Linked DNA regions of Mus musculus: region 2 is linked to region 1. The links are chromatin contacts, called in public HiChIP or PLAC-seq maps. All regions are on one chromosome and are shown on one strand. The core of a region is the stretch at or near the end of the contact, and the rest is flanking DNA. Distances in the headings are between cores, read along the strand shown.

Evidence for each region. HiChIP or PLAC-seq counts read pairs in DNA pulled down with a chosen protein or histone mark.
Region 2: a contact with region 1 is called in an H3K27ac HiChIP or PLAC-seq map of embryonic stem cells, with 7 read pairs. The contact joins the promoter of Wbp1l here to the promoter of Mfsd13a in region 1. A contact is called at or near these places in 5 of 39 promoter capture datasets (the HPC-7 cell line, the SN4741 cell line, cranial neural crest and 2 more), 3 of 115 datasets of contacts at active chromatin or transcription factors (bone marrow-derived macrophages, embryonic stem cells and pancreatic cancer cells) and 3 of 9 other capture datasets (adipose tissue, liver and pancreatic islet).

The regions. Positions count from the first base shown.
Region 1 is chr19:46,354,714-46,361,276 of GRCm38.p6, reverse strand. Mfsd13a (major facilitator superfamily domain containing 13a) reads right to left here and starts at 4,397. Exons shown (of 9, transcript NM_029186.2): 1 at 4,293-4,397. It also overlaps the pseudogene Gm24610.
Region 2 is chr19:46,593,995-46,600,573 of GRCm38.p6, reverse strand. Wbp1l (WW domain binding protein 1 like) reads right to left here and starts at 1,468. Exons shown (of 5, transcript NM_001177812.1): 1 at 1,281-1,468. The coding sequence starts at 1,370. Sfxn2 (sideroflexin 2) reads right to left here. Exons shown (of 12, transcript NM_053196.3): 12 at 3,673-5,902. The coding sequence ends at 5,803.

The DNA of each region.
Region 1 (6,563 bases), core at 3,148-5,647:
CTGGAGGCAGATCTCACTATGCAATCTGTTACTTTAGACCAGGATGGCCTGGAACTCACAGAAATCTGCCTGTCTCTATTTCCCAGACCAGCTTTCTCTTATAGATTGGGTCAGGGCTGGTGGAATATCCTAGGACCCTTGCTGAAGTAAAAGAAGTAGAGGAAAAACTTGGGACCCAGGAGGAGCCCGGGGGAATCCTGCAAACCAGGATACCCAGCAAGAACTCCAGAAATAAGCCCTTAGCACAGACCTCAGGTAGAGGCTTTCCAGACAGGTGAGCCAGCGCTGGATTTGCTGGAGGGGTGGGGGGTGATGGTACTTTCCAGCCTGTGTGTCTCCAGATTCAACTCCAGCAGCAAACAGCCTTCCTCCTCTGGTCTTCCTCCTCTCAACCCACTACACAAGAGAAAAGAAGCCCACACCATCCTCGTTGCATAAGCTGCATATCCTGTAACCTGCAACCAAGCTCCCTGCTCCTGTGCCTGTCTCACCTTGCACAAGAGCTGGAGGCCTGTCCTGGGAATAGCTGAGTTGGTGGCCTAGGGCCAGCCACTTCCTTTCCCTAGGCCAGTGGAGAGGTTAATACCAACTTTCCTAAGGTGGGGCTCAAATGCAAAAGGAGCAGAGTCCCAAGCAGAGGACCCAGGACATGCAGGACTCTCCATAAACATTAGCTCTTACTGGGTTTCATGATCTTTAAAAATTGGCTGGGAGTTGGGGATATGGCTTATATGCAAGCCCCAAGCCCTGCACCAGATCCATGGAACCCATATAATAATGAAAGGTGAGGGGCTGGAGGGGTGGCTCAGTCGTTAGGAGCATTATTGTTCTTGCATAGGACCCACGTTTAGTTCCCAGCACCCACATGGCAGCTCACAACCGCCTGTAGCTCAGTTCCAGGGGATCCATGGCCTTCTCATGACCTCCAGGGGTCCCTGCATGCAGATAACACACACACATACATACACTCAAGCAACACAAATACAAATAAAAGTAAATAGATCTGGGGGGGGGGGATGTTCTAGGGCCAGGCACTCAGTAGACAATTCAGGCAGATCTTTGAGAGTTCAAGACTAGGCTGGTCTGCATACTAAGTTCCAGGCTAGTCAGCATTACATAGTGAGACCTTGTCTTAAAAAATAAAATTTTGCTGGTGAGATGGCTCAGTGGGTAAGAGCACCCGACTGCTCTTCCGAAGGTCCAAAGTTCAAATCCCAGCAACCACATGGTGGCTCACAACCACCCGTAATGAGATCTGATACCCTCTTCTGGTGTATCTGAAGACAACTACAGTGTACTTACATATAATAAATAAATAAATCTTAAAAAAAAAAATTTAAAAAAAATAAAATAAAATTTTTAGCCGGGTGTGGTGGCACACGCCTTTAATCCCAGCACTCGGGAGGCAGAGGCAGGCAGATTTCTGAGTTCGAGGCCAGCCTGGTCTACAGAGTGAGTTCCAGGACAGCCAGGGTTATACAGAGAAACCCCCGTCTCAGAAACCTAAATAAATAAATAAATAAATAAATAAAATTTTAAAATTATTTTTTTTAAGATTAGAAGGCAAGGACCAACACCTGAGGTTGTCCTCTTCCCTCTAGCCACTCACTATAGCTTATGCATGGATATCCTTAAATGCAAACATGTATGTACACACACATGATATAAATACACCAAAAATATACATTTAAAAAAAATCAGTTAGGGACTCCTCTGACTAATCTATAAGTCTTTGTTGTAGACAAGGGCTGGCTGGCTTCAAACTTGCGGCAATCCTCCTGCCTCTCCGGTGCTGGAATTACAGGTGTATGCCACCACATTGCAATATTCACCATGGATGCCTCTCAGACCTTCCTATGTGTCACCCTCCCAATTCTGTTTTAAATGCCACCTCCACACTTCCATTCACGCGCTGCCTTCCAACCCGAAGTCTGGCTGTGACTGTGTGCTGGCTCTGAGACCTTCAGGACAGGCCTGGCTTCCACATCCACGGCTGTGAACCCTTCACAGTGCATTTCCTATTCCCATCTACAGTCTATAGACGCAAGCAAAGCCCGGAGATCAGGTAAATAACTGGCCCACAGTCGCAAGCTATGAGGTGCTGGAACCAAGAAGTTCTTTTTTTTTTAAACAAATGTTCCCAACAGGTAGTAGCCTATGAAAAACCTCATGGGAATTTTTCTTTATGGTCATGTCCACAGCAAATGAGAAACTGCACTCTAAAAGCCTTGGTAATGACCATTAACCAAGACGTTCTAAACAGGTTCTGGCTACAAACCTTGGCACCTCTCATTTCACCATGCACCCACTTCCACAATCTTTTTGCTTTGAGACAGGGTCTCTCTGTGCAGTCCTAGCTGTCCTGGAACTCACTCTGTAGACCAGGCTGGCCTCAAACTCAGAAATCCGCCTGCCTCTGCCTCCCAAGTGCTGGGATCAAAGGCGTGCGCCACCACTGCCCGGCTCCACTTCCACAATCTTATGAAATCTTGCTCCCTCAAAGCCCTCGCCAGGGTCCTCATACCCCCCAGGTTCGCCCAATCAGGTATTGTCTACCTTTTCCAGTCCCCCTGCATCCTGGGAATGAGTGCTTTCTCTATTTCCCTCCAGCTCAAGAGCCCAAGAACAAGGCTAGGCCACTCCTCCTGCAGATCCCTCCCCCAAGCCTCTGCTCAACACCTGCTGAGTCCATTGTCCCCCAAGGCCAATGTGGGTGTCCTCTGCCTTACAAAGGGCAGTCACAGGAAAACAAACACCCACAGCCCACTCTAGGTGCTCTGATTGGCTGTGGGGTTTGGAGAAGCAGTAGCAACCTCGAACCCTATAGCAAACCTGTGCATTGAGGCTGCAGATGTACGAGGGCAGTGTTGGTAAAAGCCAGCAGTAAGTTACAACCCTTTCACCCAGGACACAGTACCAAGCTAAGAAAACAAGGGCAGAATGTGACCCAGGTAGTAGTAAAAGGGGCCAGACTAAAAAGGGAGTTTGTAAGCCTCCACCAAGCTTCTATCAAGATGGAAGACACCCGCTGAGGGTAGGAGACACAAAAGCATTTCTCTCTTGAGGAGCCCTTCGGAGATACTTCAAGATCCTTCTCCTAGCAGTCCACTCTCCAAGGTTTCTGGGAGATTAACAACAGGAAAGATTGGCCAACCGCAGCAACCTCTGGTGACAGAGTACAATTGAGGGAGGAAACCAAGGAGTAACCGGCTGGGCCCGGAAGGAAGACTATCAGGAGGAGGAGGGTAGGCGGTTCCCACTCCCTTCAGGAGGGAGCCTGTAGAGACCACAGAGGGGAAAAACTACTAAGTAATACTGTATGTATCAGCAGTGCTTGGGTCAAGGATGAACGCTATCCTCACGTAGCCACAAAACTTGTTCCCACGTCTGTGGAAAAAGCAAATCTGTTTGCTGCCTGTCCTGCCAGTATCGAATGAGCAGGTGGAATTTCAAGTCATAATAACAAAGCAAATACTAGGCGTGTCATTTTCTCAGCAAGCTGCTGACTGGATTGTTAGCTGTTTCACTCCCTGGTCAGTCTCCGCAGAATGAAGGAGCCCGCAGGAGAGTTGTTGAAGGAGCCCGACTCTCTCCCGCGAGTTAACAGGTTCACCCTCCTCGGATGGAAAATGGAGTTTTCACCCATTGCCAGAGGGACTTTCTCGGTCCTTCACAGGATTTTATGGTGGCACGAAAGTGTCAGAGCCGACTCACCTCAGAATCGCTGGCCACTTCTAAGTCTCTGAGGAATTAACTGGGAATCAACCCAGGAGCTTTCTACTCAGAAACACGTGTAGTGGTTTTCATTTCGTTTGCACATTACCTGAAGAGCTAGCTATTCTAGAACACCTAGGCTCGGACCTCGCTCAGACCTCTAAAATTGGGATCTCTGGAGGTGATGCCCAGCATCTTTTAAACTATCCAGTGGTTCTACTCTGCTACCAGGTTTAAGGGCCACTAGGTCAATGAGTGAATCCCGGCCTGAACCATTGCATCCATGAACTCAGATTCCTCAAGGAGCAACCTGGACGGTGCATCCCCTTTTCTTACCCCAACAGAGACCTTCAGCGGGGATTCTACACTTGCCCCTTGGTCCCAATTCCTCCTGACCCCAGAATTTTCCAATCCATAATCTGGCACCTTAAGGAACCGCGCAAAGTGTCCCAATGACTCAAACAGCGCAACGCATTCCCGCCCCACCCTCGGGCTGGTCCTTTGTATCAGATCAGCCCCGGGGTCCGGCCCGCTCCTCCGGGACCGGAGAGGTCCTGGGCCGTGGGCCAGCAGCTCACCGCAATCCTGGCAGACGATGCCTAATTCCGCGGCAGCGGGGGAGCCAGGTGCCAGCCAGTGCGCCTGCGCGCTAGCAGCCTTGGGCTTCCCCAGTCTCTCCCTCCGCCCCTTCCCAGCTATTGGCTCCGCACGGCTCTCCCGATAGCAGCTCGGGCAGGTGACCGCGCCTGAGGCTGTCGCTGCCATGTTTGTAATGGGCTATTTCCCTTAGGGACCCAAAAGAAAACGGGCATCAGGCAACAGGGGCAGGTTGCCTGGATTCCTGAAGTACTTATCTCCTCTCTCTTACCTCCACGAAAACTGTCATTTCAGCTCAAAGCAAGTTCCTCTTGGGGACTCTCCCTTCTCTTCCCCGATCCTAATTTCAGAAGATGAGAATTTAGCAGAGACTACCTACGGCTGGATTGTGAGCCTGCGAGTGCAAAGTCCAGCTTGAGCTGTGGGCATGAGGAATCAAAGGAATGGAGAGCCAGGGCAGGAGATGGTAGACACAGGCACTTGGCCATTAACCCACAACCCATGCTGCCCGACTTCTTTGTAGTGGTAGTAATAAGAATTAGAAGACGAAGCCGGGCGTGGTGGCGCATGCCTTTAATCCTAGCACTTGGGAGGCAGAGGCAGGCGGATTTCTGAGTTGGAGGCCATCTTGTCTACAGAGTGAGTTCCAGGACAGCCAGGGCTACACAAAGAAACCCTGTCTCGAAAAACCTAAAAAAAAAAAAAAAAAAAAAAAAAAAAACAAGAATTAGAAGAGGAAGTAATGCCTGATTGTGCCTTTCTGAAATTCCTGTTGTTGTTGTTGTTGTTGTTGTTGTTGTTGTTGTTGTTGTGGTGGTGGTGGTGGTGTTGTTTTACGAGACAGGGTTTCTCCATGTGGCTCTAGCTCTTCTGGAACTCACTATGTAGACCAGGCTGGCCTCGAACTCCCAAAGATCTGATAATTTCCACCTTCTGAGTGCCGAGGTTAAAGGCATAGTCTGTAATTCTTGCTACATAGAAGGCTAGCCTGTGCTGAATACAGAGTGAATTAAGGGCAATCCGGGCACTTTAAACCCTATCTCAAACTAAAAACAAAAACAGGGCTGGCGATACACACACATAAAAGAACTGCTCAGCCACCTACTATTATGTACTTTGCAGGATAGGTGCACCGTTCCAAATGCCTCTTCCTCAAATTATACATGGGAAGTAGATGCTATTATTTCCACTTACAGATGAAAATAACCACTGGGTGCTGGTGGCGGCTGCACATACCTTTAGTCTTGGCACTGGGAAGGCAGAGACAGGTGAATTTCTGCTTTCAAGGCCAGCCTGATCTACAAAGCAAGTCCCAGGAAAGGTAGGGCATACAGAGAAATCCCATCTCAAAAACCAACCAACCAAACAACCAACCAAGCAAAAACCCTGAAGTTCAGAGAAACAGTCAATGAATTGTTTCTGTTTTTCGAGACAGTGTTTCTCTCTTTAACAGCACTAGCTGCCCTAGAACTCATTTTCTAGTCCAGATTGGTCTTGAACTCACAGAGATCTTCATGCCTCTGCCTCCTAAGGGCTGGGATTAAAGATGTGCACCACCGTGCCCAGCCTTCAACAAATTTCATACAACCAGATGCCCAACCAGGTTAGACCAGACTTCTCTGGAGTCTCAGAGGAGTCCTTCCTCTTCCACACTTACTAGACCTTTAAAATCAAGTCTGTATGGCTCAGTCCAGTTTCTAAGCAATCAAATAGGACCCGCTGCTATCTGTTTGGTTTCCCTACTGTGTTGGTTTGTATATGCTCGGCCCAGGGAGTGGCACTATTAGAAGGTGTGGCCCTGTTGGAGCAGGTGTGTCACTATGGATGTGGGCTGTAAGACCCTCTTCCTAGCTGCCTGGAAGTCAATATTCTGCTAGCAGCCTTCAGATGAAGGTGAAGAACTCTCAGCTCCTCCTGCACCATGCCTGCCTGGTGATAATGGAATGAACTTCTGAACCTGTAACCCAGCCCCAATTAAATGATGTCCTTTTAAGAGTTGCCTTGGTCATGGTATCTGTTCACAGCAGTAAAACCCTAAAACACCTACCCTGAGATATAAGGCAAGGAGTGCCTCTTTTGACTTTTCTGCCAAGGGACCTTCTTTTTGTTGAAACTGCTCCATTGCTTATGGGGATTTTGTAGGCATACAGGGAGAACTAGAGCTGAACATGACGAAGCCCATCTGTAGTCCAGGCACTTGGGAGCTGAAGGCAGTGTAAAAGAAAGAAAGAAAGAAAGAAAGAAAGAAAGAA
Region 2 (6,579 bases), core at 219-2,718, 240 kb before region 1:
AGTGATTCACTTTAGAACTGTTGGTTTTGTTCTGTGACTTTCAGCTCACTTGAAAAAAAAAAAATCTTATCAAATCACAGAGCTCGGCAGAGGATCAAGAGTTCAAGCCCTGCCTGACCTACATTGCAAGATCCTGTCTCAAACAAAACAAAACTCAATTATTTTGGGGTTTTGGGTGTTTTTCTTGTTTTGTTTCTTGAAGAGGATATTCGGGAGAAAAATAAGATACGTATGTGAAAGGGCTGCCCTTGAGCTCTAAGGGGAAAGGTAAGAATTCTGCTAACAATTTCTGCTCTTCAGCGTGATGTGACGTGCTAAGCTGCACAGGCTGTCCCTGTGCCTGTGGAAAACAGACAATGATGGGAAGAAAGGGGAGAAACCAAAGGAAACGATAGAAGCTTTGCCAGATTTAACAGGGGAGGGGTGATTCCCCCTACAGCACCCCACCCAATCTGGCACCAAGAGTAACGCTTCAATTAGGGTTTCGAAACGCCAGCCCAAGCTAGAATCAGCATAAGCAGGCATCTCGGCCCTGGACTCAGGAAGAGCAAGCCACCCAGCAAGAAAAGCTAGGGTGCTCCACTTGCTGCCGATATTGGCATCGGAACCACCCTCTGCTCAAAAGCCCTGAGCTGGCTCGCTCGGATCAGCACTAGTGACTTCTTCCCAGGACAGCTAGCCTAACAGCACGGTTTTCTCACACTCAAATGTGCCCCTCCTCCTGAGGGGTTACTACTTCATCCCTACTATCTCCCAAGAACCTTACCTCCAGCAACAGCCCACCAACGTACTATGCCTTACAGCATTAAAAATAAGAGTCAGGATGCCCTCAGAACTTTTCCTTTGTCCAGCCTGAAATAAATACCATGCTGAGCCCTCCTCCCTCTGGGGCCAGTGCAGTAACCTGGGATCCCAGCACACACTGGTGTGCACACAGTCTCTGGCTCCGGACTCTACTGCGGAGCAGAAATAGGGCCCACGGGCGCCAGTGTGCGGCGATCTCCGCGAAGAGTCCTCCAGAGCACCTACCATAACTACCCTCTCAAAGGACCCTCAAGTCGCCTGGCACCATTGCCTCTGCCACCTTCTTGACATCCAACTCGTCACAGGTGTCCCTCAGCTAAACATCAACACCCCCACCCTTCACCTGGTCCACCTTAGCCATGGGCTTCCCTCCCGAAAACACTCAACTCCTTGCAAACAAACCTCTTTGAGACCCCCCTCCAACCAGGCCTCGACCGCCCCAGACCCCCAAGCTAGCCCAGAAGCCCTCCCCTTACCTGCGGGGGCTCAGCCCTCACTGACAGGGGGCTGGGCAGCGCCTGGAGGAGCAGGAGCGCCATGCCACCCAGGAGCCTTCTCCTCTCCATCCCCCTCCTGCTCCTGCTCCTCCGCCACGGCGCCGCCACCCCTCCTCCTCCCTCTCTTCTTCCCTCTGCTTCCTCCTTCCCTTCTTTTCCTGTTTCGCTCTGCCCTCCCGCTTCCGGCTCGGCTCCACCCCGCCCCAGGCAAAGGGCCCGCCCAGATGCAGGGGAGGGTCTCCAGCTCCCGCGCCTCATTGGCTCCTACTTTCTGTCCATTGGTCAAAAGAACTGTGAGTCAAATACCAGTCCCAGCCACCCTCGTGCTAGGTGATTTGGCCAATGAAAAGTGGGAGGAAGCTGGGCCATCTTGAATGCTGCGAGGTGCAGAAAAGTGCAGAGCGCCCCGCCCCGCAGAGAGTGGCGGAAGTAACAGGAGCTAGGGACACGACCACCCGGATGCATTGAAAAGGTTTACAGTATTTCAGTCATTTTGAGTGTGGCGGAAATGTTATGTTCCCACAGTTAAGTGGAGGTAAAAGAAAGAAAGAAAAAAAAAAGTGGTGAGGTATAATGATTCTAAAGCGTGCTTCCAACTGCAGTCTATAAGCCTTTGGTGCTTTTTGTATTAAAATAAGTAGAGGTAAAAGAAAGAAAGAAAAAAAAGTAGTGAGATATAATGATTCTAAAGCGTGCTTCCAACTGCAGTCTATAAGCCTTTGGTGCTTTTTGTATTAAATTACAGGAAGCCCTATTATCAGGATCCTTTTTCCAAGCTCACTACCCAAGCAGCAGCTTTGAGTCATTTGAGTCCCCTATTAAATAGCACCTCTCTTAGCGATAGTGCTCTGCTACCCCCAAGTTTCAAGGACAAAACTCTTCAGACCCTACTCAGAAATAGCTCTGAGACCCACCAATCATTGCTTCATCCATGTTATCTTCCGGCTAAATGAAAATGGCTTCCCTTTGCCCCTCCACACACCGCAAGGACAATACTAGTCCACACAAACCCACACATCACCATGTAGCTGCTTCAATTTGAGAATTCTTGTCCAACAGGGCAGGAGGATGTATCACTCTGTGGTAAATGGCTTGCATGGGCAAGGCCCTGAGTTCAGACCCTGGTATGGGCCATAAGGAACAGAGAAAGGGAAGAGATAGAGGGAGGAAGAGAGGGAAAAAGAAAGAAAAAATTACACTTCAATTAGTTACAGGATGTACTTGGCTAGTTTTTGATGTAGGGTCTCTTCCTGTTGTCCATACAAGCCAGAAACTAGGTAACTCAGGCTGTCCTCAAAGTTGTGTTAGTAGTTCCCATGCAAAGCCCTCCTGCTCATTATAACTGCTGTTCAACACCTTACAGGCCAACTCAACTAAATGGATAAGGGTTTGGCAGCGGGTGGGGGTGTGGCTGCTGCCGAACCGACCTTGGCTTTCTAGGAGGGACAGTGAAAGTGTTCTGGATTACAGTAGTGACAACTGTAGCACTTTGTGACTGGACTGAACGTTACTAAACCATACAATTTAAAGGGCTGGATTTGGCTAGGTGTGGAGGTGCATAGCTGTAATCTCAGCACTCACGACTGCATAGCCTGAGCTTCATCGAAAGGAAAATACCAATTTCATGCTGTCTGAGTTCCATTTTACTGTCTAAGTGGGTGTGGGGTTAAATCACAGCTGGGATCTCGGCACTCGAAGTCCTTTGGTACAACTGTGTGGTGTCAGATGAATGCTGGCAGCGTTATATCCTCGGGCTCCATCTCAGACCTACAGAACCGGAAGCTGGGATGAGCCTTTCCACCTGTTTTCACAACATCTTCGGATGACCATAGTGCACATTTTCCCCCTTTGAGGCAGGGCTGGAATATACTATGTAGAGCAGGGTAGACTCAGACTCATGAAGATCCAGCTGCCTCTGCTTCCAAAGTGCTGGGATTGATGGCATGTCCCATAGGCCTAGTATCTATTTCTAAAAGTCACAGTTGCGGGATAGGGGAGGCGTGTTAAAAGTCTACGGGACACATGCACAGCTTCTATCACATATTCTAGGTTTTCTTTTAATAGCCCATTAAGAAACGTAAAAATAAATTTTTGTTCCTAAGTGCACAAAAAAGAAAAAAACCAAACAAACAAACCCAGAGAGCAGGCAGATTTGACTATGTATGGCTCGCCAATTCCAGCCCTAAGACAATGTATAATCTACGCCGGGAGACCTGTGGAGCACCGACAAGGGTCGGTGGGTTCTTCTCCATTATTAAGGAAATCAGACAGGTTCCCTTACAGTTGTGACATCCTCTGGCATGCCAAGGCCAAAGTCAGACCATAGAACCTGCTTTCCATCAGGGGTTAGTAGCTTAGTTTGCAGACAGTGTTTCATGTTCTTTCAAATAGTTTATTCAATTCATAATGGTGCGTTTGAACAGAATCAGCAAATCTTGCCAGACAAAACTCATTACACACTGACCCCAGGTAAGCCAGTCCCCCAGGGAACTAAAGTGGCCCTTTGTGCCCTCCTTAGGCTTGTTGGCCCTGGTGGACTTCCTGTCTGAGGTGTCCAAGTGAGGCTCCACATCCCACCAGCACTCAGCAATCTTTGGTATGTGACCTAACAGGCAGAGGGAAGGAAGGCAGCAGGAAATCATCCCACTCACAGTGAGGGACTTGACTTGTAAAACAGAGAAGGCAATGAGAGAAGAGACCTCTCAGCTAAAGGTCCCAGAAGTGGATTTGGACATGATATTAAGACAGAATAGTCATTTTTCCAAGGCGCAGAGCTTGATGCCCCACATAACCTCCGTAAAATGGTGGTTTGCCCTACACTTTCATTTTCCTTGTCTTTTCAAGACAGGGTTTCTCTGTGTAGTCCTGGCTGGCCAGGAACTCACTCTGTAGACCAGGCTGGCCTCGATCTCAGAGATCCGCCTGCCTCTGCCCAGAGGGTACAGGATTAAAGGTGCTGCCCTGCATCTCTCCTACATGTTTTTAAGGCTGTAGTCCTGGTGAATTCCCACTCAGAGGTGTCCCAGCCCTCTTTGGTATGAGACCTAATGGGCCAAGGAAAGGAACTATTTGTCCATGGGTTTTGTTTTTGTTTTGTGTTTGTGTTTGTTTTTGTCTTTTTTAGTACAAATAACTCCAAGGACTTGAAAAACTCAAATCTAGAAGCATTCCCAATGGGATAGCCCAGTCAGGGCATCATGGGGAAGAGTAGAGATGAGTCCCCAAGAAGATTCACATAGCTCCTTTATCTCTCCCTGGATAAGGAGCTGGAAAGAGGGCTCAGCAGGTAAGAGCTGCCGCTGCTCTTCAAAAGGACCAGGGTTTGACCGCAGGCTGGCTCACAGTAGTAACTCCAGTTTCAGATGATCTGACATGCTCTCTGACCTCTGTGGGCACGGCATGCAGAGACATGCATGGGAGCAAAACACCCACCCATAAAAATGTTTTAAAAAATGATAAAAAGCTTTTTTTTTTAAGAATCGCAAGGGTAAATGTTTCTCTTGCTTAGGAAGGAGGAAGCAAGCCGGGCGTGGTGGCGCACACCTTTAATCCCAGCACTCGGGAGGCAGAGGCAGGTGGATTTCTGAGTTCGGGGCCAGTCTGGTCTACAGAGTGAGTTCCAGGACAGCCAGGGCTATCCCCCCCCCCCCAAAAAAGGAGGAAGCAGGAGAAGAGGAAGAGATTAGTGTATCCTCTGTCCTGACTGGACAAGGATCACTCGATTTCTAAATATCCTAAACTGTGTGAGCACCTCCCATACACCAGCAACCTCTGCTGAGAAGACCTCTGCTTCTGGTCCCAAGGGTCAGGGGGCAAGGACAAAGCAGGCAAAATACCTTGTTCTTGTTCCCTCCCTCTATTTTTTGAGTAAGTCTCTAGCTCAGGCTATCCTGGAATTCCCCATGTAGCTAAGGTTACCTTTGAACTTTTTGGGTTTGGTGTTGTTGTTGTTGTTGATTTGTTTTGGTGGTTTTTTGTTTTTTGTTTTTTGGTTTTTTTTTTTGAGAAAAGATTTCTCTGTGTAGCCCTGGCTATCCTGGAATTAGCTCTGTAGACCAGCTGGCCTCACACTCAGAAATCAGCCTGCCTCTGCCTCCTGAATCTAAAGATGTGTGCCACCACTATCTGTCAACTTTTGAACTTCTAATCCTCCTGCCACCACCTCTTAAGTACAGGGATCACAAGCATATAAAATTATGCCTGAATCGTACGGCACAAAGAATTGAATCAGCTTTGTGAATGCCAGGCAAACGCTCCCAACCAAGCTACATCCCCAACCACCTTGATCCCCTTTTGAATTTTGCCCTCTGGAATCCAATAAATTAGGTGCTTATATAGAAGCAGGAACCATCTTCCCACCCAAATTGAGGCTATTCTATTCCCCATCTAGCCTGGCTTTCAGACCTTATTGCAAAGAGGAATGTAGACACAGGTATGCACAGCTGCCAGGGAAAAGCTGGTCCACGCGGTGTACCGATTGGTCCTTGCAGGCACGGAGCACTTAGAGACCCTTATTAAAGTAGACAAAGAGGACTTGTTCTCCATACTTGGCCTTGATGGTGTCCCGTAGCTCTGGCTCTAGATAGGAAACTGATAATTCACTGAAAAGGAAACCAGAAGGAGGTTATGAGGATACTACTAAGACACTAGCAACTTACCCTGCGAAACAAGCCCACTCATGTCACCTAGTTAGCATTAACGATCAACTTGACATGGCCTAGAGTCACTTGAAAAGAGTCTCAACTGAGTAACTGTCTTCATCAAGGTGATCTGTAGGCATGTCTTGGTTATTGGCTGATGTGGGAGTACCCAGGTCGGGCGACACCATTCCCCAGGCAGGCGGCCTTGGGCTCTGAGAAAGCAAAGTATGAACCTGCATGAACAAGTCACTAAGCACCATGCCTCCATGGCTTCTGCCTCAAGCTCCTGTTTGAGTTCCTGCCTTGCTGCCCTGCCCTGCCCTGCCGCAGATAACCAGCCAAATAAATCCTGCCTCCCCTAGGGAGTTATCTCCCTGAAAGACTTCACACCGTTCTACAGGATAAGACCGAGCCTGCTTGGAGGTCCTTGGCCTTCTAAACTGTGCTGTCACTTCAGGACCCTTGATGGGCCGCTGCATCTTTGTCCCTTTTCCCAATGTACCCACATTGAATAAAATCTCTTCTGCTTTCCACAAACAAAACAACAAAAACAACAAAAACGAGGTTGGAGAGATGGCTTCCAGAGGACGCTAATCCAAATCCCAGCAGCCATGTCAGGCAGCTCAAACCCGCCCTTA